Linked DNA regions of Mus musculus: region 2 is linked to region 1. The links are chromatin contacts, called in public Hi-C maps. All regions are on one chromosome and are shown on one strand. Each heading gives the region's core, a stretch centred on a gene start, on an enhancer-like site or on the middle of the called end of the contact. The rest is flanking DNA. Distances are from core to core; before and after follow the strand shown. Region 1 overlaps Arhgap42 (Rho GTPase activating protein 42). Region 2 overlaps Arhgap42 (Rho GTPase activating protein 42).

Evidence for each region. Hi-C and Micro-C count contacts between places; a contact is called where the count stands out from the background.
Region 2: a Hi-C map of the C2C12 cell line shows a contact between it and region 1, with 4 times the contacts expected there. The contact joins two enhancer-like sites. A contact is called at or near these places in 4 of 484 Hi-C or Micro-C datasets (the C2C12 cell line, adipose-derived mesenchymal stem cells, embryonic stem cells and 1 more).

Annotation. Positions count from the first base shown.
Region 1 is chr9:9,045,914-9,052,060 of GRCm38.p6, reverse strand. Arhgap42 (Rho GTPase activating protein 42) reads left to right here. Exons shown (of 24, transcript NM_001372563.1): 7 at 3,069-3,173; 8 at 5,427-5,556. Among named protein-coding and RNA genes, the nearest start is that of Pgr, 150 kb to the right of the region's middle. Within about 2 kb of position 3,245, at least 14 of the 459 cell types and tissues checked have an H3K27ac peak or open chromatin away from gene starts, as enhancers often do. A contact at or near this core is called in the C2C12 cell line and adipose-derived mesenchymal stem cells, where this site is marked.
Region 2 is chr9:9,197,042-9,203,188 of GRCm38.p6, reverse strand. All of the region lies in intron 1 of Arhgap42 (Rho GTPase activating protein 42), which reads left to right. Among named protein-coding and RNA genes, the nearest start is that of Gm16833, 36 kb to the left of the region's middle. Within about 2 kb of position 3,863, at least 44 of the 459 cell types and tissues checked have an H3K27ac peak or open chromatin away from gene starts, as enhancers often do. A contact at or near this core is called in the C2C12 cell line and adipose-derived mesenchymal stem cells, where this site is marked.

The DNA of each region.
Region 1 (6,147 bases), core at 1,996-4,495:
TTAGTATTGTTGAACTGTGAGGAAATGGAAGCTTCCATTCACTTGAAGTGTGTGTGTGTGTGTGTGTGTGTGTTTCTCCTTACCTTATCCCAAATTGTGACATCCCACTTAAACTTCTTGGCACAGGTCTTTTTTATGACAGTCAATTTATTGCAGTATGTATATAAGTTTTGACTTTTGGTTTTGTTTGAGGGCTAATAAATAACAATTTAACTCTAAACACCATGGAAACAATAAAGTGTGACAGAGTTTCCTGGTACTAAACGAATGTGAATCTGGAGAAAAAGTACTTGCCACCAAGCCCTATTCCCTAAAACCCACATGGTAGAAGGAAAGTGCCAACTCCTTCTTGATTGTTCTGTACATGTGCACCGTGACACACTCACCCACTGCATGCACACATAGACACAAAATACTAAGTGTAAAATAAAATTATACATCAATTAGTCCTTATTATCATTTTTGTGAAGGTCACATTTACTCTATAGAGAGCTTAAGCCTTATTTCTTTTTGTTTGTTTGTTTGTTTGTTTGTTTGTTTGTTTGTTTTCCCCCATACTGACCAAAGATGACGAAGGTCTGGGAAGGGCAGGTGTCCATATTCCCTGGGTCTTTCTACTGACCGCCATTGGTTTACCACCATGGCATCTGTCTAGTGTGCCACCAGCCTGTACATGGACACACTCCTTTTTAAAACGTTGAGCTCTACCGCCATCTAGGGACTCTTCTTTCACACCCATTTTGTTTAGACTTTACCAAGCTTCTTCCAAGGAAATGCAGCATCAAGGAAAAAGGTGACCGCTCTTGGTGTGCCATTAATTAATATTTCAGATTTATTTATTTATTTTACTTTGTGTGTGTATAAGCTTAGTCTGCATGTATGTATGTGAACCATATATGTACCTAATACCCATGGAGGCCAAAAGAGGGCCACTAAATCCCTGGAAACCAGAGTTACAGCGTGTTATAAGCTGCCATTTGGAGGCTGGATGTCAGCATCCAGATCCTCTGCAAGAGCAGCTAGTACTCTTAACCTCTGAGCCATCTCTCGGTATGTAATTTTTATGTGCTTCAATAAAATTGTTCACTCCCTTCTGGGTGCTTAGAATGTGTTGGAAGAAAATGCATGCTTCCTATTACGACGTTCTACAGCCCCACTAATGAGGCTGGCAGGGGGATTTCTGTCTGTGGCAGTCGATGTGTTGGAAATGCTTAGGATACAGAGCAACCTCAGAGAGACAGAAGTGCTGGAATCATGACTTTTAAAGCTCAATTAGCAAACAGGTCTCAGTGGAGAGTGCTGGCTCGCCACAATCTCTATCAAATTACTTCCTTTCGAGTGACTTGACAAACATGTGACACTTCTGTATGCATCTAATTTTTTAATAGATAAACTAACTGTACTCCAGAGCCTCAAGCTAGACTCCAGGAATCCACACACACTATTTAGATGCCATGATATTTCTGACACAGTATGCCTTCCCGCTCCCATACTCTGAGAAGTCAGAATATTAGAAAAGTAGATTTAAGGGTGTTAGATATTTTGTAGGTTTTTGCAATGTTTTAAAAATATCTTCCCTGTAAATGTAATTAACTGGGTGGCTTCTGATGGCTTTGAAATGACCCACTACCTATGATGTCTAATCCTCAGTGGGAGAGTTTCACTGTGGGCCAATTACTGATGCCAACAGAGAAAATGCTCTTCTAATGGCTAGTCAGAGGACTGCTGTTAGTTAGGCATTTCAGAAGTATTTTAATGTTTTTTAATCTTTGAAAAAGTCTAGATCTACACATGCAGGGCCTACCTGGAAGTGTTTAAATTCAGCTTTAAGCCCCAGTTTGCTCTAAACTGGAGAATTAAGTTAAATGAAAAAAAAAAAACTTAAGAAATTATTTTTAGTGTTAAACTCCTAAAAATGAACCTAACTCAGAATGGAGTTGACTTGCATGTTGAAAGAAAAGCATGAAGTCATCATTCCCTAGTAGATCCGGCTCATACTCGAATTAGCAATCCCAACACACACATGGGATGACTCTTGGGTGTTCCTGCCTCCCCACACAGAGGAGGTGAGAGAAGCCACTCTCATAAGAAGATGGTTTCAAATAGCCTTTCTCTTTTTAATTTGAAAAATAACAAATGGTACAGTATAGGCTTCTTTTGAAGGTATTTTCCACTCTATTGCAGCAAGAAGCTGTAGGCTGACCGAGACAGTGGCTATGGCTATGGAATAAGACTGCAGGCAATTATATAAAGTACCAAATGAATCATTTTTTCTAGATAAACTTAGTAACATACATACTCATCCCATAATTTTATAAGTCCTCCTTATTTACAGATGTAAGCACAAAAGAATTTGTTATTTCAAGGCTAGGAATATGAAATTTCTTTTCTGAAGATTTTGCTCAGAGTAAAAATGATCATGTGATCCTATGTTCTGACTCAACTCTTTTTTTTTTTGTTTTTGTTTTTTTTTTTTTTTGTTTTGTTTTTGGTTTTTGGTTTTTCAAGACAGAGTTTCTCTATATAGCTCTGGCTGTCCTGGAACTAACTTTGTAGACCAGGCTGGCCTCGAACTCACTCTTAATCTGCTTTAAATTCTCCTTGAATAGACTTCCCTAGTCAAAACAGGATCTATACTGCCACCTGCTGGTAAATTTTCTTTTCTCCCTCTGGACAAATTGTTATTGACTGTGGCCAGCTCCTTCCTGGGATATCCTGCCCAGTCTCTAAATCTAATGCCTTTTCACCTTCTGTTTTGTCTAGAGACCTTTCCCAGTTCTCTGTGATCCCCTTAGCGGCCCCCAGTGGTTGTTTGATGATGCATTTGGAAGGTAGAGCAGCGGACAATGCATGTTCATGACCTCAGGGAAAGACAGTGAAGGGGCAATGACCTCTTGTTTCTGCCTCACACCCATGTTTCCATGGCTAAATGCATTGATCAAAAATCATTACTTTGAGAAATTAGAATGACTGATAATCACCTTGATATTTTGTATTGGATGGTCTTTTCATATATAGAAAAGCAAATTTTTATGATTTTTTTACGTGCATGTTTTTATCTTTTGCAGCTTTTGTCCTTCCTTCAGGGTTTGTTTACATTTTACCACGAGGGATATGAACTTGCCCAGGAATTTGCACCGTACAAGCAACAGCTACAATTCAACTTGCAGAATGTAAGGATACTCTGTCCTCTTTGCCATCCCTTAGCAATGACCTCAAAGTGACTCAGTTAGGACCAAGCCAGACCTTATGTAAATGTGGCAAACCACAGTAGCTTAGGGAGTCCTCTTTACAGACATCCTCATGACTTATTTTGTAGCAACTAGGTGAATATATGCCAAAGAAGAACTGATTTCATGTTAGAAAAATGTATGTTACTGGGTTTTATAAAAGTATTACAAAGCAGGGTCCTTGCAAGTTAGTAGTAATCTTGTTAGCTTAGTGGGTGACTCAGGGTGAATGGGATTCTCACATCCTCTGTGCTGAGTATAGTTAGTACAGTGTATATACCTGAAATTTCTTTAATGGACCTTCAATTCTTCTCATCACACAAACAAGGACAGAAAATACATGTAGTGATGCATATATTACTTAGCCTGATTATAGAAATGATTTCACAATATATGCAGATACCAAAACATCACAGGGACTCACAGTGTGTTTGTCTTCCATCTCTCAGTTACTCCTCAAAGCCAGGAACACAAAAGGGACTGGCTGGCTTTAGGCAAGTCTCATTTGTTGAGAAAGCAGGATTTCTCCAGTTTCAAAGGGAAGGTCTCTGGCTTCGTGTTCTATGTCTAATATCTCTGAAAACACATGCAAAACACCTGCAATTAATTATTTGCAGAATATTTAAAAGTAGTTTTGAAGCATTCAAATGCCTTGCTTTAACATACAGATGAGCGCCATTTATACATTATCCGTTTCTACCAGCTTATTTTGTGATGTCCTCTAGCTCTTTTGGTCTCAGAACACATAGTGACATGTCTACAATTGGCCAATACATTTCTGCCATCCTCAAACCCGGGGAAGAACAAAATCCTACTGTTGAGTCATCAATCACTGAATGCCTGAGTGGATAGCAATCTAGCCAAAATACCCTTCACTTAGTCTTCTGTAAAAGGTGTGTGTCTCTCTGCTTATCTGGGTCTCATCATCATGGAATCTTGACAGTGTGCTACTGAGCTGGCATGTCCCTGCAGAGCTATGCAATTGGATTTTTCTCATCATGTTTGGATTTCTGCTTTTGCACTTAGGTTCCCCAGCAGAAATAATTTTGCCTTTAGCTTGTCTGCACTGTGGTTTTTTTGTTTTTGTCTTTTGTTTGTTTGGTTGGTTTGTTTTATTTTTCAATGTAGAAGATGGTTGTCTGTCTTCAGTAAAATAAAATAAAATGCAAAATTGCAGATGCCAGAGAGACTTTACAAGTTCTTTCAGTATCAGCTACAATTACCTCAGTTGGGATAGGAGAAAGGAAGCAGTTGAAAGACCCAGTCAATCTTTATAGTTAAAAGAATAAAGCAGCATGATAGTCCCCAGATAAAGACCCTACTCTCTCTGAGGATCACCTCTCATGGACCATCCACCGAGAGCTCTGGGAGTAGGCTTTGGACTTTATTTTTTGACACACTTTTGTTAGGGTGAAGCGCTTTGAATGCAAACCAGAGTCTTTCCGAGAAAACCTTACTCTTTTTCCTACAGCTTAAGCAAATGCACTATCAAGCGTATAAATTATTATTCTCAAAAGAAAGAAGAACTTGCATTCTGTGTGAATAAGTTTTACACTGGCCTTCTAACAACTGTATTAGTACTTCCAGAAACTAAACCATGTGAGTGCTTTCTAACAAGACTTTCAGCTGTAGACTTCACTGAGCGGTAGACTCTGGAGCTGAGGTTTTCTGAGTAGCCACCTTAATCTATCCATGTGAAACTTTTATTTGTGAGTTCATTATAGCAAAGTTATTTTCTTTAATTCTAAAAAAAAAAAAAAAAGTAAAAGCCATTAGGAAAAGAAGGGATTTTCTTTTAAACATGCTCATTGTCACATATATCAAAAGCATCATTTTTTTCTTCCTCAAAAAAGAGATTAAGTTCTTATGTATCTACTTTTAATCTTAGCTAATCCAAAGCTAGCAGATGGTCAATAATTTCATTTGCTGTAATTCACCAACTTGGGACTCTCCACAGAATCTGAATTAGAAAGTCTCTCACACACAAGAGTCAGAGAAAAATGCACAGAGTCATCCAGGGATGTTTCTACTAAAGTGACTCAGAGCAGGCACACAGCTCAGCACAGCAGATTCCTTTTACATTGAGTAGACTTGAAGGTTACCCTGCTCTCCTTGGCAGTTTTAAAACTTTAGTCAACAATTTCCTCAAACCTGGTGGAAAATGCTCAGTGAGTTTGTGGCTTCTCTTCACTTAAGACAAGGAATAACTTTGAAAGCACTCGGCAAGAAGTGGAGAGACTGATGCAGAGGATGAAGTCTGCCAATCAAGATTATAGACCTCCCAGCCAGTGGACCATGGAGGGCTATCTTTACGTCCAGGAGAAAAGTGAGTCCCAGAGACAGACTTGAGGTCTCTCTCTTATTTTACTTTTTATTTTCCATGTGTGTGGGGTCCATGTGTGTATATGCATGTTTGCATGTGTGTGGACACATGTGTGGTTGCATGCACGTTTATGCACTCATGCCCATAGTGGTTCATGTCATCCCTCACATCATTCCACCTTTTCATGTAGACAGACTCTGTCAGTCAAGCCCAGAGCTCTTCCAGTGGGGCTAGTCCCATTAGCTAGTGCATTAGTCAGGGATCTAGAGAAACAGATTTGATAGATTAATAAGAGGGGCTTATAGGCTATGATCCAACTATTCCAGCAATGTCTGATTTTCAGTGGAAAGAACAAGGGTCCTATAGTTGCTCAGTCCAGAATGTCTCTGCTGCTCCTCAGTATACACTGGAATCCCAAGGAAGTAGGCTTTAATAACAGTGAAGAAATTAACTTGACCTTGCTCGCAGGGCAAGCTGACAAAGATAGCAAGCATCCTTTTTCCATGGTCCAGATTTAAGGTGAATCTTCCCACCTCAAATGAATCAATCAAAAAAATCCCTCAGGTGTACCCTGCAGGTTGGGTTTTAATAATG
Region 2 (6,147 bases), core at 2,614-5,113, 150 kb before region 1:
AAATTTACTTTACAAATGAAGTAAGCATGTGGAGATCTGTTTGCTATTATAGCTCATTCTTTTGAATATTTTGATGCTCTCTTCTTTAAGAAGCAGGAGGGAAATGAAGCCCATTGCATTCCACAGGGAGGCTGATGCTCCACATTCTGTCAGACTGTTTAATAACATTCAAGCCTAGGCACTGAGGCCCGTTTCCATTGGTAAATTCATAACTGCAAAGAAAATATGTACTGGAACTGAAGCGATAAGCTGTTTATTGAGATCAACCTTCATTTGAGATCTTTTTGAAATGGGCTTGTACTCTTTTTAGACTCCCAGGATTAAGACAAAGGCCCATAGAATGTATACACATTCGGCCTTCCCTCCCTCCCTCCCTCCCTCCCTCCCTCCCTCCCTCCCTCCCTTCCTTCCTTCCTTCCTAAGAATTTAAGACTAGGTCTTATGTAGTTAAGCTGAGTCTTGAACTCACAATGGGGCTGTGGCTGGCCTCGAATTCCTGACTTTTCTGTCTTCATTTCCCAATTGCTTAGCTTGAGCATCCATGACTAGCTTAGACTCCTTTAAAAATACAGCAAAGCTGGCAATATTGTCAAAAGGTTTGTTAATTGTTTAATATTTCTCAACTGAGTTTTTCAAAAGAAATCGTGATGTAAGGGGCTTTTGTTGATCAAAATATTCTTGGATTTTTATGAAATTCAAGTTATTTCCAACTGTTCCCCCCCCCCCCCCCAGCAAGCTTGTTTCAACCAGGAGAACTTTTTTTTTCTTTTTTCTTTCTTTTTTTTTTTTTTTAACTAGATGTTTTCTTCATTTACATTTCTATTTTTAAAATTTTTTATTAGATATTTTCTTCATTTACATTTCAAATGCTATCCCAAAAGTCCCCTATACCCTCCCCCACTCCTGCTCCTCTACCCACTCACTCCCACTTCTTGGCCCTGGCATTCCCTTGCACTGGGGCATATAAAGTTTGCTAGATCAAGGGGCCTCTCTTCCCAATGATGGCCTACTAGGCCATCTTCTGCTACATATGCAGCTAGAGACACGAGCTCTGGGGGTACTGATTAGTTCATATTGTTGTTCCACCTATAGGGTTGCAGACCCCTTCAGCTCCTTGGGTACTTTCTCTAGCTCCTCCATTATGGGCCCTGTGTTCCATCCAATAGATGACTGTGAGCATCCACTTCTGTATTTTCCAGGCACTGGCAAAGCCTCACAGGAGACAGCTATTTCAGGGTCCTTTCAGCAAAATCTTGCTGGCATATGAAATAGTGTCTGTGTTTGGTGGCTGATTATGGGATGGACCCCCCAGGTGGGGCAGTCTCTGGAAGGTCCATCCTTCAAATGCTATCCCTTTTCCTTGTTTCCTCTCTGAAAATCCCCTATCCCCCCCACCTCCTCCCTTGCTCACCAACCCACCCACTCCCACTTCCTGGCCCTGGCATTCCCCTATACTGGGGCATAGAATCTTCACAAGACCAAAGGCCTGTCCTCCCATTGATGGCCAACAAGGCCATCCTCTGCTGCATATGCAGCTAGAGACACGAGCTCTGGGGGTACTGGTTAGTTCATATTGTTGTTCCTGCTACAGACCCCTTCAGCTCTTAATTTGCAATCCTGAAATATTTCTTTTTAGGACACTGAAAGTAACCTCAGATTGCAAACATATTGTTCTAAAAAGGATACAATGAACATTGTCTTTTCTCTTCATTGAATTTTATTTGTGTGATTAACTGAAGAATTTCTTGATTTATCTGGATTTATCAAAGCTGTAGGGATTAACTGTTTGGTGTGGTGAAATGTGCTAAAGCCTGCAAACCATGTCTAGCATTTTTAAAGTGTAATGTAATAAAGAGTAAGCCCTGTATCTGTGGGCTTCATTGTCCCTCCCCCACCCAGAGAGCCCAGTATAATGTTATAAGCGTAAGCTCTGTATCTATCTGTGGTCTTCGATGTTTCTCCCCCACCCAGAGAGTCCCCTCTTCAGTTCCCTTTGGTAAACATCAGTTGCTGATGGCCTGTACACTGTGAATGCGGCCAGGAAGTGGGGTGAAGGGAACTTCTTTTCCCATGACCCCTCACTGTCATCTCCTTCCAAGGGCTCCTTACTCAGAAACGCCTTGATAACCACATTCATTCCTTTCATGCCCCACCCGAGCACACAGCTGCCCAAAGCACCCGACCTATGTTCCAGCCACCGTTTACCTAGAGAGGTGGTGGCTATGTGAAAATATTTCTGTGGGAGATGTGTCCGGAGGCAGGATAGTTATTTTTTAAATGGAATTCCATTTTCTTAATATTGACCTAAAAATTGGAATGCTTGTTAATTCTTTGGGACTTCCTAAAACCTTTGTATTGGGTTAGTGTTTTTGTATAATTAATTTCTGGACTTTTTCATGTTTCGGTGAAGCCTAAAATGCTAAAACATTTTAGATACTGTTGTTTCAGTGCAGTTTCCATGTGCAGTCCAGGTTTAAAAAACACCAGCTGGCTGGGCATGCAAGTTTCTAAAGCACTTGCCTACCATGCATGAAGGCCCTAGGTTTGCTCCCTCAGTACATGTAAAGCCAGGCATGGAGGTGCATTTCTGCAGTTCCAGCAGGCAGAAAATAAGAAGCAGGAGAATCCTCCCCAGCTACATAGATAACCTGGGCTACATAGATAACCTGGGCTACTCAAGACCCTGCCTCATTAAAATACAAAACCCACAGGGATGGGGGAAGGATTATGGGAGGGGGTAACCAGGAGGGGGCAGCGAGCAGGATATAAAGTTAGTAAGTAAAATAAATAGGTAAACAAATAAAAAATATTTTAAAAAACGTAGACAACAACAACAAAATTAAAGGGAAAACCTAGCTATCTGACTAACTCCTAACCCCTTCCCCTTCCTTTTGCCAGTTTGCACATGTCTTTTTTCTTTTGTTATAAAAGAGGAGAAAATATATTCGATGAGGAAACTTATAAGTTTATTCTCCTAATCTTCCAAACAGCACTTCTTCTGTAGATAGAAAACTGAGACTACGAAGAAGAGCTTAAGCAATCTGGCTGAGACAGAAAAAGCTACTCCCTAGTGGAAATGGAATTCAAACCTACTAGGAAGGCGGCACTATGAGGAGCGAGTTCTGATGAGGGGTGAGGGCAAATGGCTGAAGGAAGGAAGGCTTTGCTGGGGTGCTGTGCATCTGAGGTCTGGAATGAAGGAGACCTGGAAACTCCTGTGACCTCCTGTGATTCAGGCTCTCCTCTTCTGCTCTGGGGAAAGTTTAGCCACTTCTAGAGTTTGGCACAGGGCTGCTATGGCTTTGGATCTTTACTAATAAATATATTGTTGTAAAACACATATTGCTACATGAGCTGTTTAACAGTGTTTGGTCAACAACTGACTGCATGCATATATATGATTTCACTCCTGTGTAGCCTAGAAGTGACAGGCTGGACCATCTGGGGTTGTGTAAGTATGCAGTGGCTAAATCGCCTAATGACGCATTTCTCCAAATGTATCCCAGACAGCCACATGCCTGTGTTCATGTGTGGGTGTGCTGTGTATATGTAAGCAGAGTATTATGATTCTTATCTCTTGTCCTAAGAAGACATGGGTAATGAAAGGTTCTCTATGAAGCCCTGGAGCAAGGGCATGTGGCTTCCAATAATTGGGCTTGCTTCAGGGAAGAAGACAGATTTATCTGATGGGCTGTCTGGATGTTTTGCAGAGTACATGTGACAGACAAGGAAGAGTGTGTCTGAGTTGGGCCCTAGTGAGACCTGGGGCCTCCTGAAAGACCATAGGCAGTCTGGGACGGCCTGGAGTTTGAGTGTGTGATGAAGACCGAGTGTGGGAAAGAAATGAACTCAGTACTGTTGTGTGTTCTGTGACCCTGTCCCATGAGCGACCTTTGCACATTCCTTCCCTTTCCTTCTCTCTGCGTCCCCTCTGGGAGACTGATGCTTCTTGAATGCCTCGATTTTAAGCACAGCATCTTCCTGCGTTCTGAATTACTAGCATAGCAACTGAGTGATGAGTAGGGAACACTGATATAAGATATTGCCCATTAAGCAGATTCTCTGTGAGGGACTGCTTTCCCACAGTACCCCCAAATAAAAGTAGAGATTAAGTTGATGATATAAAATAACCTAGTGTGGGAAGTATTTTTTTTTTAATCTAAAAACCATTGTTTTGTCTTTAGCTAATCCTAAGAGTAGGCTTCACCTGTCATTGTCTAATGACTGATGGTTGGGTGCTGTTTTGACATGCCCAGGCTTGGAAGGAAAGCCACAGGGTGTCTGGTCCAAGTAGAGACTTCCAGCCTTTCTAAATGCGTTCTTCAGTTTTTTAAACAAGCAAACTGGAGGGAACCTCTGTGACCTTTTCAGAAAATAGAAGGGTGACAGCAGATGTTCTAACAGAAGGGGGATGGGATTCGTTTCCTTTTTCTTCCTGAAATCAGTTCTTACCCAGGCTTTGAAACACCACTTTCTGCCTCCTCCTCATGGGTGGCCACGGGCTAATGTAATGTTGATTCTATTGATGACAATAATGTTTTATTCTCCAGCAGACAATTCCCTCCTGGATGAGAGGCAAGAACTTGTTTGTGGTGTGGCAAATACATGTGCTAGTATTACAGCCTTAACTGATTGCCCTTGTCACACTGCCACCTGGGTCTTCCTGTATGTTCTTTGAAGCTGTGAGAGAGGGAGGTGACCCCGAGACTGAAATAGTGTGGAGTCTCAGTCATTTATGCTTCCCAGAGCTGGTCACTCTGCACAAGGACGAAACACAGGAACAGGAGTGTGATATTGTCATTGCTCCTGTAATCTAAAATGCCCAACTGTCATGTGTGAGCTAAGTGTGTCAGCAACCTGATACCTTTGAAATAAAAGTGATTTGAACTTTTCCTAATTTTTATAAATTATATTTTTTGCATTATTTTTGAAAATTAATATATTATTTTATGGCTGGATATTTGCACACACACACACACACACACACACACACAAGACAGGTGTGCATGTCTTGGAAGCTAGAAGAGAGCATTGGGTCCTCTGGATCTCGAGTAACAGATGGTCATGAGCCACATGTGAATATTGGTAACTGAGCCCAAGTCTGCAAACGCATCAAGTGCTGTTAACCACCAGGCTATCTCTTATAACACCTGTGTTTCATTTTGAAGAAGATAATCAGTGATGTATATACATATATACATACATCCATACATAGAATGGTTGGTTCATTATGAAACCTACATGTTTCATAATGCCTCTTTTCTGTACCTATAACTCTCGAGCAAATGACGACTCCATCTGTAATGCAGAAAACCTTTACCAAAGAAGAACCTAAAAGACAGCTCTATTGCAGCTGAATGGTTTTGGCCCCAAATAGTAAATTTGCCACTGACTTAAACACATTTTCTATTGCCATTAAAATGTTTTGAAACACATGTGAACATCTGCAATGTATGTGTTCCATTAAAGCTTTATATAAGTATTATCTCGGTGCTTGAGAAAGATACTGACATTGTAGCACAGCAGCATCCACTAGTTCAAGGGCAGCCTGCACTTTCAGGACAGCTGGGAAAACAGAGTAAGATTTTGTATCACAACAAGAACAAAACAAAAGACCCAAAAGGTCTAACTTGGTGTCACATGTCATCCCAACATTTGGGCATGCGTCAGGAGAACCAGGAGCTTAAGCTTCAGGTATGTAGGCAGGACAAGTAACATGAGATCTGCCTTAGTTGCTTTTCTCTTTCTCTGATAAAATGCCCTGACAAGATTGCAGAAGGAGAAATGGCTTTCTGTGCCTTATGGTTCTGGAGGGGATGCAGTCATTGTGATGGGAAGTCATGGCAGAGGAACATGAGGCAGGTCTGTCACAGTATGCCTGTAGTCTGAAAGTGGAAAGAAAACAGAAAGTAGCTCCAGGATATTAAGGCTCAAATCTCCCCCTTCCCACTCCACTAATGTACTTGATCTAGCAGAGATCCATCTCGTAAAGCTCTACCTAAAGCATTTTAGGACTTTCCTAGCACAAAGCTTCAAACTCTTCTGTGTTCCTCATGCAAACCAGTTCTCAAAGCCTGTAACCCACACAGTCATTTTATCACAGCAATGATCTCAATTCTGATACAAATTTCTGTCTTATATTTTATT